2 separate regions of the Hordeum vulgare genome follow, and region 1 is linked to region 2. The links are chromatin contacts, called in public Hi-C maps. All regions are on one chromosome and are shown on one strand. The core of a region is the stretch at or near the end of the contact, and the rest is flanking DNA. Distances in the headings are between cores, read along the strand shown.

Region 1 (5,205 bases), core at 40-2,539, 74 kb before region 2:
CTCATTCTAATATAATCTGATCGTTGTGGATGAAGGGTACGCACTGGTGGCAACATCAATGCTTAACATTATCTTAGTTGACAGCAAGAGTTCGGGAAGGTCACCATTTTTTATTTTTTTTTTAATTTTTTGAGGAACCGGAAGGTCACCATTAAACATTGGAGGAGAGAACGAAACCCGGTTGCCCATGAGCTAGCTGGTTTTGGAACATTCAATCCATCGACTGTGTGGTCTGATACACCCCCTGATTTTGTTCATAAGTTTTTACCAGACGATGCAAGTGCGATTTGAGTTAATAATACAACCAGCCATGAAGGCCTTTCTGTAAAAATAGGAACTTGTGGCTTTCTTTGAGTCTTCTATCGGTGTCACGTTCCTGTTCCATTTTCATAGTAGTTTATTTCAGCATGTAAATGTATGTGGAGGCAAATAAAATCAAGGCTGGGAGGACTTGATTGACATAATATGGTTTTTTTATACATGCAGCTCGATCATTTTGTTGCTTAGTTCCCATCCTATCCTTGAGCATAATTCTGTCTAGAATCTTGGCTAATCATTTGGGTAATGAGTTGATTTCCATGATTTTATTTGTTTAGGGTATGCAGATATGGCATCCATCACTATCTTGTCGATCTACATCATGGGGACGAGCAAATCCCCGCCACTGCCATTTTCTTTATTATCTCCTTTTCCAGTGGGGATACACAAATAATTAAGTACACATACTTGTCCATGATGTGTATGTACAAACAATATATAGTACTCATGGGTCACACACCTAGTCCTGTCCCTATAAATGCTGGTCAACGAAATAATAATCATTTTTCCATCAGTTTTTTCTAGTTGTTTGCCACCAGTTTTTGTAAGCACAACTCGGTGGTCTTTTAGTACTACTACTACTGGCTCCATTATTTTTCTGGATGCAGCTTAATCAATTGTGTTAATTCTCCCATGTCCCTGCCACTAATTGTGAGTGTGTCTTGGTTGGTGGACTGTCTCCAGCGAGCCAATTATCGTGTAAGCTTCCAAAATGATGATAAAGTGCTGCATTTTATGTGGTGAGGCACTAGAAAATGCATGCCAACTGCCAAGGAGAAGAGCACCAGGGGTAATGGAGACACCTTTGATTTTGCAATATATTCCGTTGCCTCTTTCCTTTTGTTTCATTTTGCTTGGGTGCTGATCTTCTTGGTGGTTAGGGTGTTGTTGTGCTGTGTGGGAAAGATTGGTCATGGTCTGCATGTCAAGCTCCTACATGGAGCCTGAGGCAGACAGTTGAGCAGACAGGGTCCAGGAAAAGAGGCCATATGTATGGAGCATCTACTTGGATCGAGTGGCGCTGCATGCCAGGATCGGTGCTAAACGTCATACAGTAGTACTTATTAATTTTGTCCTGTACATGGCCCTACAAAAGCCCTGGAATATATCAGACAGAAAAATTGCAATATGTACAGTGTGATTGCTTTCTTTGTCGTGTACGTCATCAGTCCCTAAATATATGTCATTTTATAAACTTTTATTACGGACCACACACGGAACAAAATGAGTGAATCTATACTGTAAAGTATATATCTATATACATCAATATGTAGTCCATAATGAAATCTTCAAAAGGCTTATATTTAGGAACGAAGAGAGTAATATTCAGTTACATCAGTTATGGACAGTACATTACCTTCTCATCATTATGATTTTGGAAATGTTTTGTTTTTGCCACTCTGTATTTTGCCATTTTTTCTTATGTCACTCTAAATTTCGATAGTTCAGTTTTGCCAGTCTTAGTTTTTAACAATTATCACAATTGTCATTTTCATGGCAAAAACAAAAAAATCAGAATGGCAATTGTGATAATTGTCAAAAGCTGAAAGTGGCAAAAGTGAAATAAAATTATTTTGATTTTGTCACTGAGTGGCAATTGTGATAATTGTCAAAAGCTAAGAGTGACAAAAGTAAAATAAAATTATTTTGCTTTTGCCATTGAATGACAATTGTGATAATTGTTAATAGCTAAGAGTGGCAAAAGTGAAATGCCAAATTCTAAAGTGACATAAAAAGAATTGGTAAAATCTAGCGTGGCAAAAAAAAAATCTCTATCATTTTTGTATACTTATGTGTATTTTTATTCAAAATTTGACTTTATATCAAAAAAGATAACGTTGAATTAGTACATTCGGATAAAATCTCTACCTAATAATAAATCCTTCTGGTCATACATCATTTAAACTATTCTTAAAATTAGCAAAAATTACCCACAAATACCATCCGTAATTGACAAAAACGATTCGCTTAAATTAGCCGCGTGCCCAGTGGCTACAGACTTGCTCTTCGACCTGAAAGACCTCTTTTTATTGACAGCTGCCCGACTGGGCGGCCCAGCAAGGCCTTTGTCTTTTTTGTCCTTTCTTACACTCGGTTTATCTTCCTTTTGGTTTATTTCGAAAATACTTAAATATTTCTACATATATCTTGTATTCCTAAATAATATAACCCACTAGCTATTTTTCTTAGACATGCAAGTATGTCACATGAATAACTCATGCATGTAAGTCATAAATTACATTGTTTTTTATTATTCTATGCATGCAAGAACCACATTATTAATTCATGCATGTTACTCTTAAGTTACTTTTTGCATTAGATTTTGTATTTACAATATATGTGTTGGTCGCATATACCATACATATGTAGTTTATATTCATATTTTTTGTTAAAAATGACATTATTTTTACTAATTTTTTTTATACTCTTTATATTTCATTTTCATTTACAAGCTTACATTCGTTTCTCATAAGTTATACATGTTCTTAACAACTTTCATGATTCTTTTAACAAGTTTCCCGCAGCAACGCGATGAGGCATAATCTAGTATTACAAAAAAGCATGGACTGCCCAGTTGACGAGAATTACCCACCAATGCCACCCGTAAGTGACAAAAACATTTCACTTAAATTAGTCGCCTGCGCTCATTCAATATGAAGCTATGTTCTCATATGTTACACGTACACACGCATCCGAGTGGCTACAGACTTGCTCTTTGACCTATGAGAACCAGGTTGGATCCTCCTTTCTCCCCCTTGTCCCTCTTTTTACTGACAGATGCCCGACTGATGGACTTTCTTACACTCGGTTTTTGTTTCTTTTGGTTTATTTTGAAAATACTTGAATATTTCTATTACAAAAACTACTTATATGCAAAAAAAATGTTAAATTTCTCTAGAAAACTATTTCCATTGTTATACAAACAAATGGCCAGTGTGCATGGAAAACAAAATTAGGAAATAATAATGTAAGATTTTGTTTTTTTGAAAAGATTTAAGCATGTATTTTAGAAATGTTAAATGTGTATAAAATATTTCTAATGTATGTGTATAGAACAAACTAAACATAAAAAATACAAGTTTTGAAAAAATTTAATCATGTATTTGCACAATACTAAACGTGTATATAAAAATGATCATGATGTATATAAGAAATGTAGAATGTGTATAGAAAAATTAGACATAAAGAACTATTTGTTTAAAAAATGTTGACCATGAAATTGGAATATGGTAAATGCGTATATCTAAAAGTATTTGATGTATAGAGAAATGCACAATGTTAATGGAGAATGTAGAGGTAAATTTTTTTTACCAAATATTAATTATGTATTTTTCAAAATGCTAATAATGTATTTTAAAATTGTTAAATGTGTTTATAAAAATACTTTTTGATATATACAAATAAGGTACAGTGTATATGAGAAAAGTAGACAAAAAATAAGTTTTCAAAACTGTTAATTATATATTTGAATAATCTTAAACGTGTATATAAAAATTATCTTGGTGCGGAAAAAATGTAGAAAGAAAACAAAAAAAACTGTAAAAATGAAAAAAAAACACAAAAAACAAACAAATAAAAAAACATAAAACCCGAAAAATATACCAAAGAAAGAAAGAAAAAACAAGAACGCTAAAAATATGCTATCATTAATTACTAAAATGTACATTGTTATTTTCATCGTACTGTAAGTAATTGTTGGAAAGGCAACAAACGTGTAATGAGAAACCTTCAATTAGATAGATATTTTTGTTGTCTAATAAATTAGAAACATCTTGAGTACACTTCAAAAATCATTCCATATTTATTGTTTCTGCACAACACCACTTAACATGTTATTTGTTATGTGACATTATCAAAGATTTCAAGGGATTTATTGGTGTCTTGAGAATGTGTATGAGGTGTGACTTTTTCTCCCCGTTATAATGCACGGGAATGTTTGCTAGTAAATTCAAAATCCATATACTAGAAAACGACAATAAATAAAAAGGAAAAATACGATCAAGACCCTAGACCTTAATGCGCTGAAGCTGTAGGCGAATTTGTCATCGTCGTGCTACCATATCCCTTGCCAGTGATGGACACCACGAGAAAAGTTCAGCCGTAGTACATGAAAGACCAATAAATGACCGGACCATGTTAAATCGCTATCATACCAAGGTGGGCTGTCCCATTTATGCACCGAAGCGCTTGGAGTCGTTCCACGTCGAACGTTTCGAGGAAGGTCTCGTCTGGTTTCTATTTGGGGCCTGATACGCATCCACCGATGGATGTTTACTAAACATCCATTATTTGAAGGGCCGTTCGATCTATACGTAGCCGTTGGATCTGTTCCGGTCAGGCATTCCATAATTCCTGAAACGATGGCTGAGTTACAGAAAATTTTGCTTTGTTGCAGGAAATAAACTTTGGACCCGTTAATTCCTGAAACAACGGTCGAGTTTCAGAAACAATTTGCTTGTTGCAGGATTTTTTTTTCTTTGTCTTTCTGCAACATAGGTACTTTTGCGGGAGAATTTTTTTCAACAAAGGTCATGTTTTAGGAATTTTTACAACAAAGGTTTGCAACGTTCATGGGCGGCATGGGCGGCTGGCGGCGGCCGGATGGTGAGAACATAAATCTATAGTAGACCACTGCAACATCGTATATGTTTCAGAAACATAGTCTTTGTTGCAGAACCGCATAGTCACTTGGACGCGTGTCTTACGGGGAGGTGAATGATGCGGCCATTATAATCCGTCGGCTGATGGTTAGCTTTTCCCTTTTTATTTTGTGTATTTTTCACCGGTTTTCTATTGTTCTTCTTCTTATTTCCTTTGTGCTTTTTTGTAAGACTTAGGGTAGCACCGATTGAAGAGAAGCTGGTCCAGCATCGTCTCAGATGGTTT
Region 2 (5,168 bases), core at 300-2,799:
TGGGCGCCCCGTTAGGCAGCATCACCATATCGTCCCCTCGCCGCCGGAATTCCCTAGCACCGCCACCTCCTCTGCTCGCGGTTCATGCTGATGCTCACAAGTAAATCGATTCATTATAGATCAGGGGATAATTCTTGAGGGCAAGGCTGTTGGCAAGCAAATCGATTCATTTCACAAAAGTTGTTATCATTACAAATATTATATAGAGAGTTTGTTGCTAAACATAGAAAAAGGATTGCAATTGTTCATATGCATAATGTATGAGTATCAGACATGGTTGTATGGTTTTCAAGTATGTGAACTTGACATGTATGGATGTACTGCCATTTGATTGCTTTTGGATATTTAGTATGTCAACAACATGTATGGCCAGTGCACTTTGCTTTGGATTGTATTGAACCAAGACATGTAATGGTTGATTGCTTTTGGATGTGCTAAATTACAGAAAATTGTGTTATGTGTCAATATATATAATGTTACGCAGTTGTTTTTTTAAAATACAAACGAAATGCTGTCGAAATTTTGATTTTTTGTCATTCCATTTTGCATTTCATTCTTTAAAAACGAACACTGAAACGGAACCAACCTGTTCTACTATTTTGCACAAACCAAACACAGAAAGGAACTGACCCGTTTCTGTGGAATGGAACCATTCCATTTCATGACAGTTGGTTCCTCAATCAAACACACGTTAAAACGAGACAAACAACCAAAGGATGTTTAGTCCAGTCCAATTACGAAACCGAGTTTGTGCGTTATCGGCCCACAGTGGACCGCTAAACTTCCAGGGTCGGCCTACTTTCTATTTTGTACGCTACACATCCGCAAGGAAGTCTCGTCTCGCGTCTCAAGGATAATAAAAGAGAGAATTCCTTATTTAACATTATCTTAAATTTTATTTCCTTATTTAATACTGGTAAACTTTTTCTTTCCTATATAACAACGAGCCTAAATTTTATGCCCTTTATAACATTTTCGTTAATTTTAAGCCTATATGACATCTAAGAAGATCGTTTTATCCCTTGTATGATATGTGTGTGTACACGCCAATGACACCCAAACAACATTAGTGCAATACGGAGCAGTAACACACACACGCAACAACAACAACACATACACACACGCACGCGCACACACAACAACACACACGCACCCGCACACATACAACAACACACATGCAGCAGAAGGACACACGCATGCATGCACATGCATCACACACATGGACGCATGCAACATCACATGTAGCAACATACGCACACATCAGCACACACACAAACACGCAGCGTGTCACGTGCGCGCGCGCAGACACAAGCAGCAGCACACACGCGTGCACACAAACAGATCACATGAGGGGCAAAATAGTCTTTTAAACTATCATTTAGATTTAAAATACACAAAAATGTTATAAAATGCATAAATTTTAGTCTCATTATTAATAAGGAAGAAATTATTTATCGATGCCAAATAAGGCATAAAATTTAAGCACTTAAATAAATAAGGAATTCTCTCCTAATAAAACGGAAAAGGCTTTCAGGCTTTTAGCGAGGGTTTTTTCCTGCTGCTGCTGCTGCTACAGCTTTCCATCCCCACCTCCCCGGCGAGCGCCAGCCTTTTCCGGCGAGGGTTCGCTCCGATCGGAGCTCACGGCGGCAGATCGACCCCGTCCTCCGCCCCCGCGCCCGCGCCCGCCTGCGCTGAAGAGGTAGGCTTCTCCTCCCCGTCGGCTTCACGCTCCCCATCTTCCTCCGCTCTCCCCACCCCTCGTTCTCTCTCCTGCGACGCTCGACGCCCTGCGGATCTCACCGACTCGTCGCCGGCGCGCTTCGTCGTCGCTGCGAAGGTTCAGCGCCTCCTCCCCCCCGCGCGCTCGGGAGAGCAGGGACTGCTCTGCCGCCCTCCCCTCCCCCTCATCCTTCTCCCATCGCCCTCTCCCCCTCCTCCTATCCACTCCCGCTCCTGTTAGTTGCACAGCATTGCTGGCTGTGGGGGGTCAAGCTCCCGTTTCCCAAAATCCTCCTCCCCTGTATGAGGACTGTTTTTGGTTTGATTTGCTTACTCTGAAGCTATTTTGATCTGGAAACTGCTAATAGGGCTGATCTGATGCTAAAACTGACGCAAATGTCTAAATTTGATGCCATGCCAAATCTGACGCAAACGATGTTTATATGTTTATGTGATACTAAGTCTGAGGCCATACCTTTCTATACTACTCCCTCCGTTCCTAAATATAAGTCTTTTAAGCGATTTCATTAAGGGACTACATACAAAGTAATGAATGAATCTACCCTCTAAAGTATGTCTATATACATCCGTATGTAGTCCTCTAGTGGAATCTCTACGAAGACTTATATTATGAAACGGAGGGAGTAGTTTGTTAGAGACTCACGTGATGTTTATCTTAGATGATGGTGTATAACCGGCTTGGTTCATTTATTTGGATGTAATTATATAAATAGGTGTGTAATTCAACCGCTGCTGTTCTTCTGGTGTGTTTGACCTGGGTTTACTGGGTTAAGCTTAGGCTTGTTGTTTCTCGGTTTGACGCTGAAGTGGTCTGGGAGTCGGGGCCGATGGTATGGGTGAGCATGGTTAGTCCTGAGCCGTGGCCTGCACGACACGTCATTGCTCTCTGATGGCTTAACTTTTATTACGGTGATTTGTCATGTATCGGGTCGGGAGAACCACTTTGTGTGAGCGATTTTGGTTTGAAATTTCCTCTGTTACCGTATTAATAACGTCATTGTTGTGTACTCAAAACTCATGTTTAGCACGGGAGATTTGCATACGGTTTATGCGATGTCTGTAATTGCACAGGGGACTTTATGTTGTGCTAATTTTGGTTTGTTGCTGGTGTTAGAAGTATATAAATGAACACGTGTTAATGTCGTTCTTATTTGTCCTGTTCGAAGTATTAAATTGCTTGACATATAGATTTATGCCTTTTTTAATCTTGTTTACAAATTAGTTTAATTAGTTGTTTAGGGCGAAAACAGTAACATGATGTAGAATGCCTTCTTTTCTGTCAAGCGTGGCTCGGAGTTACAAACATTCTTCTCGTTAGGAAAATGAAGCGAGTCGTCAGGTGTTTGATCTACACATAAGTAATTAATATATTTTCATTAGTAACACAACATACACGTAGCGCATGTGGTAGGCACATAGGTATGAAGCGAGTCGTCAGGTGTTTGATCTACACATTAGATTGTTTATAAATATTTTTTGCCTGTTTTTTCTCCATCTAGGGTACTTGTCCTACTCCCAACAGAATGCATCCTGCACCGATTCTGTTTGGTTTGGCACAGCTTTAAAATCTATGCACTTAGCAACACAGATGCTGTTAGGCTGTCAGCAATTGAACATTTCTCATTGCTTAATTTGCTTTTTAGACTACCGAATATCTTCGTGAAAAGGACTTGAACACAGGTTTGGTGCAATGGCGAATATGAACATAACTGGCATCTTGGAGAAGGTATCTATTACACCAATTTACATTTCTTGATAAGGAATCCTCAGTTTTCGCTCGGTAACATTTTTTCCTTGTATATGTGCTTTCAGATGACAGGGAAAGATAAAGACTATAGATATATGGCCACATCAGATCTGCTTAGTGAGTTGAACAAAGAGAGTTTCAAAGCAGACCAAGACCTTGAATCAAAGTTGACTAATATTGTTCTTCAACAACTGGAAGATGCTTCAGGAGATGTTTCTGGTTTAGCTGTGAAATGGTACCTTTCCTGTAAAATACTTTCTTACTTAATCCATTGTTTGTGTTCTTGATGTCTTACCATGCTTGCATGGTGTTGGATTGGGGAAGTAAGGATTTTGTATGTTAATATCTTGTTATTGTTGATTATTATCTCCTCCGTCCTGCTAGAATTTTTGAACATTCTTATAATGCTACCTGTCAGATGCATTAGCCTGCTATTTTATCTTAAGATTCCATCATTCCTTGCTTATTCATTTGCTATAATAATATTTTTTAAAGTTTGTTATGTTTTCTTATGCATCAATTATTGGATCTACGGGGTTACTTTTTTGCAGAGAAATTTGGTTACCGATTATTTTTCTATACATTCACTAAATTTACTCTTATTTTTTATTGGTTAGCTTGGCTCCACTTGTTAAGAAGGCAAGCGAGGATAGAGTAGTGGAGATGACCGACAAGCTTTGTGATAAATTACTCAATGGAAAGGAGCAGCATCGTGATATTGCCAGTATAGCTCTGAAGACAATCATTGTGGAAGTTACTACGGCATCACTTTCTGAAAAGATTTTAGTTTCTCTTGCCCCGCAGCTAATCAATGGTGTCACCAATGTAAGTTTTTAGTCTGTTTTATTGCTGCCTGAATTTCCCTTGGTTATCTGTAGGCCCCTTAAGTTTTAACTTATTCAGATGTTCCACAGAAAAGGTAATGCAATATTAACTTAAGTATTAGCTGGAAAATCAGCAATAAATTACGTACACAGTTTGCATGAATTTATTGTGAATGTTCAACATATCCTTTAATTAGGGCTGATTGGTAGCATTTGGTTTACTTTCATTTCTTCTTACTGTTATCTGTTGCCTCTTGTTCTATTATCTGGAAGCATAATTGTACGGCAGCCGTACCATATGCTTATGAAAATGAAACTTGCAAATACATTTCTAGGTTTCAAGGGTTTGTAACATAAAAAATGTTTGTACTTGTTTCATGGCTCATCAGTTTTTTTTTTTAAATTAAATGCAATTGTCTTGATACATTTCTTCTTTTGTTGACAGGGAAAGAGTGCTGAAATTAAATGTGAATGTCTTGATATATTAGGTGATGTGCTTCATAGATTCGGCAACGTGATCATGAAAGATCATGCGTTTATGCTCACTGCACTTTTAACCCAGCTGAGCTCCACTCAAGCAAGTGTCAGAAAAAAGTCAGTTTCGTGCATAGGTACGCCTGAATGCATTTTGCAGTTATTTTGATTGTTCATGCTTGCAAATGATTGAACAATCTTAGTTATTTATAGTGACTAATGTGTCAGCTTTATGTGGCAGCATCACTTGCTCCATGTTTGTCAGATGATCTATTAGCCAAGGCAACGTCAGAAGTTGTCCAATTGCTGAAAAATAAAAGGGCAAAATCTGATATAACCCGAACAAATATCCAGATGATTGGTGCTCTCAGGTATATGCT

What was found. A called contact is a pair of places that touch in the nucleus more often than the background predicts.
Region 1: a contact with region 2 is called in a Hi-C map of leaf, with 2.6 times the contacts expected there. The contact joins the enhancer-like site here to the promoter of LOC123399975 in region 2. A contact is called at or near these places in 2 of 6 Hi-C or Micro-C datasets (leaf and seedling).

Annotation. Positions count from the first base shown.
Region 1 is chr5H:26,052,980-26,058,184 of MorexV3_pseudomolecules_assembly, reverse strand. No RefSeq gene overlaps it. Among protein-coding and RNA genes, the nearest start is that of LOC123399975, 73 kb to the right of the region's middle. Within about 2 kb of position 1,289, at least 3 of the 3 cell types and tissues checked have open chromatin away from gene starts, as enhancers often do. A contact at or near this core is called in leaf and seedling, where this site is marked.
Region 2 is chr5H:25,979,230-25,984,397 of MorexV3_pseudomolecules_assembly, reverse strand. LOC123399975 (cullin-associated NEDD8-dissociated protein 1-like) reads left to right here and starts at 1,549. Exons shown (of 29, transcript XM_045094364.1): 1 at 1,549-1,702; 2 at 3,387-3,469; 3 at 3,556-3,725; 4 at 4,108-4,315; 5 at 4,760-4,925; 6 at 5,030-5,159. The coding sequence starts at 3,434.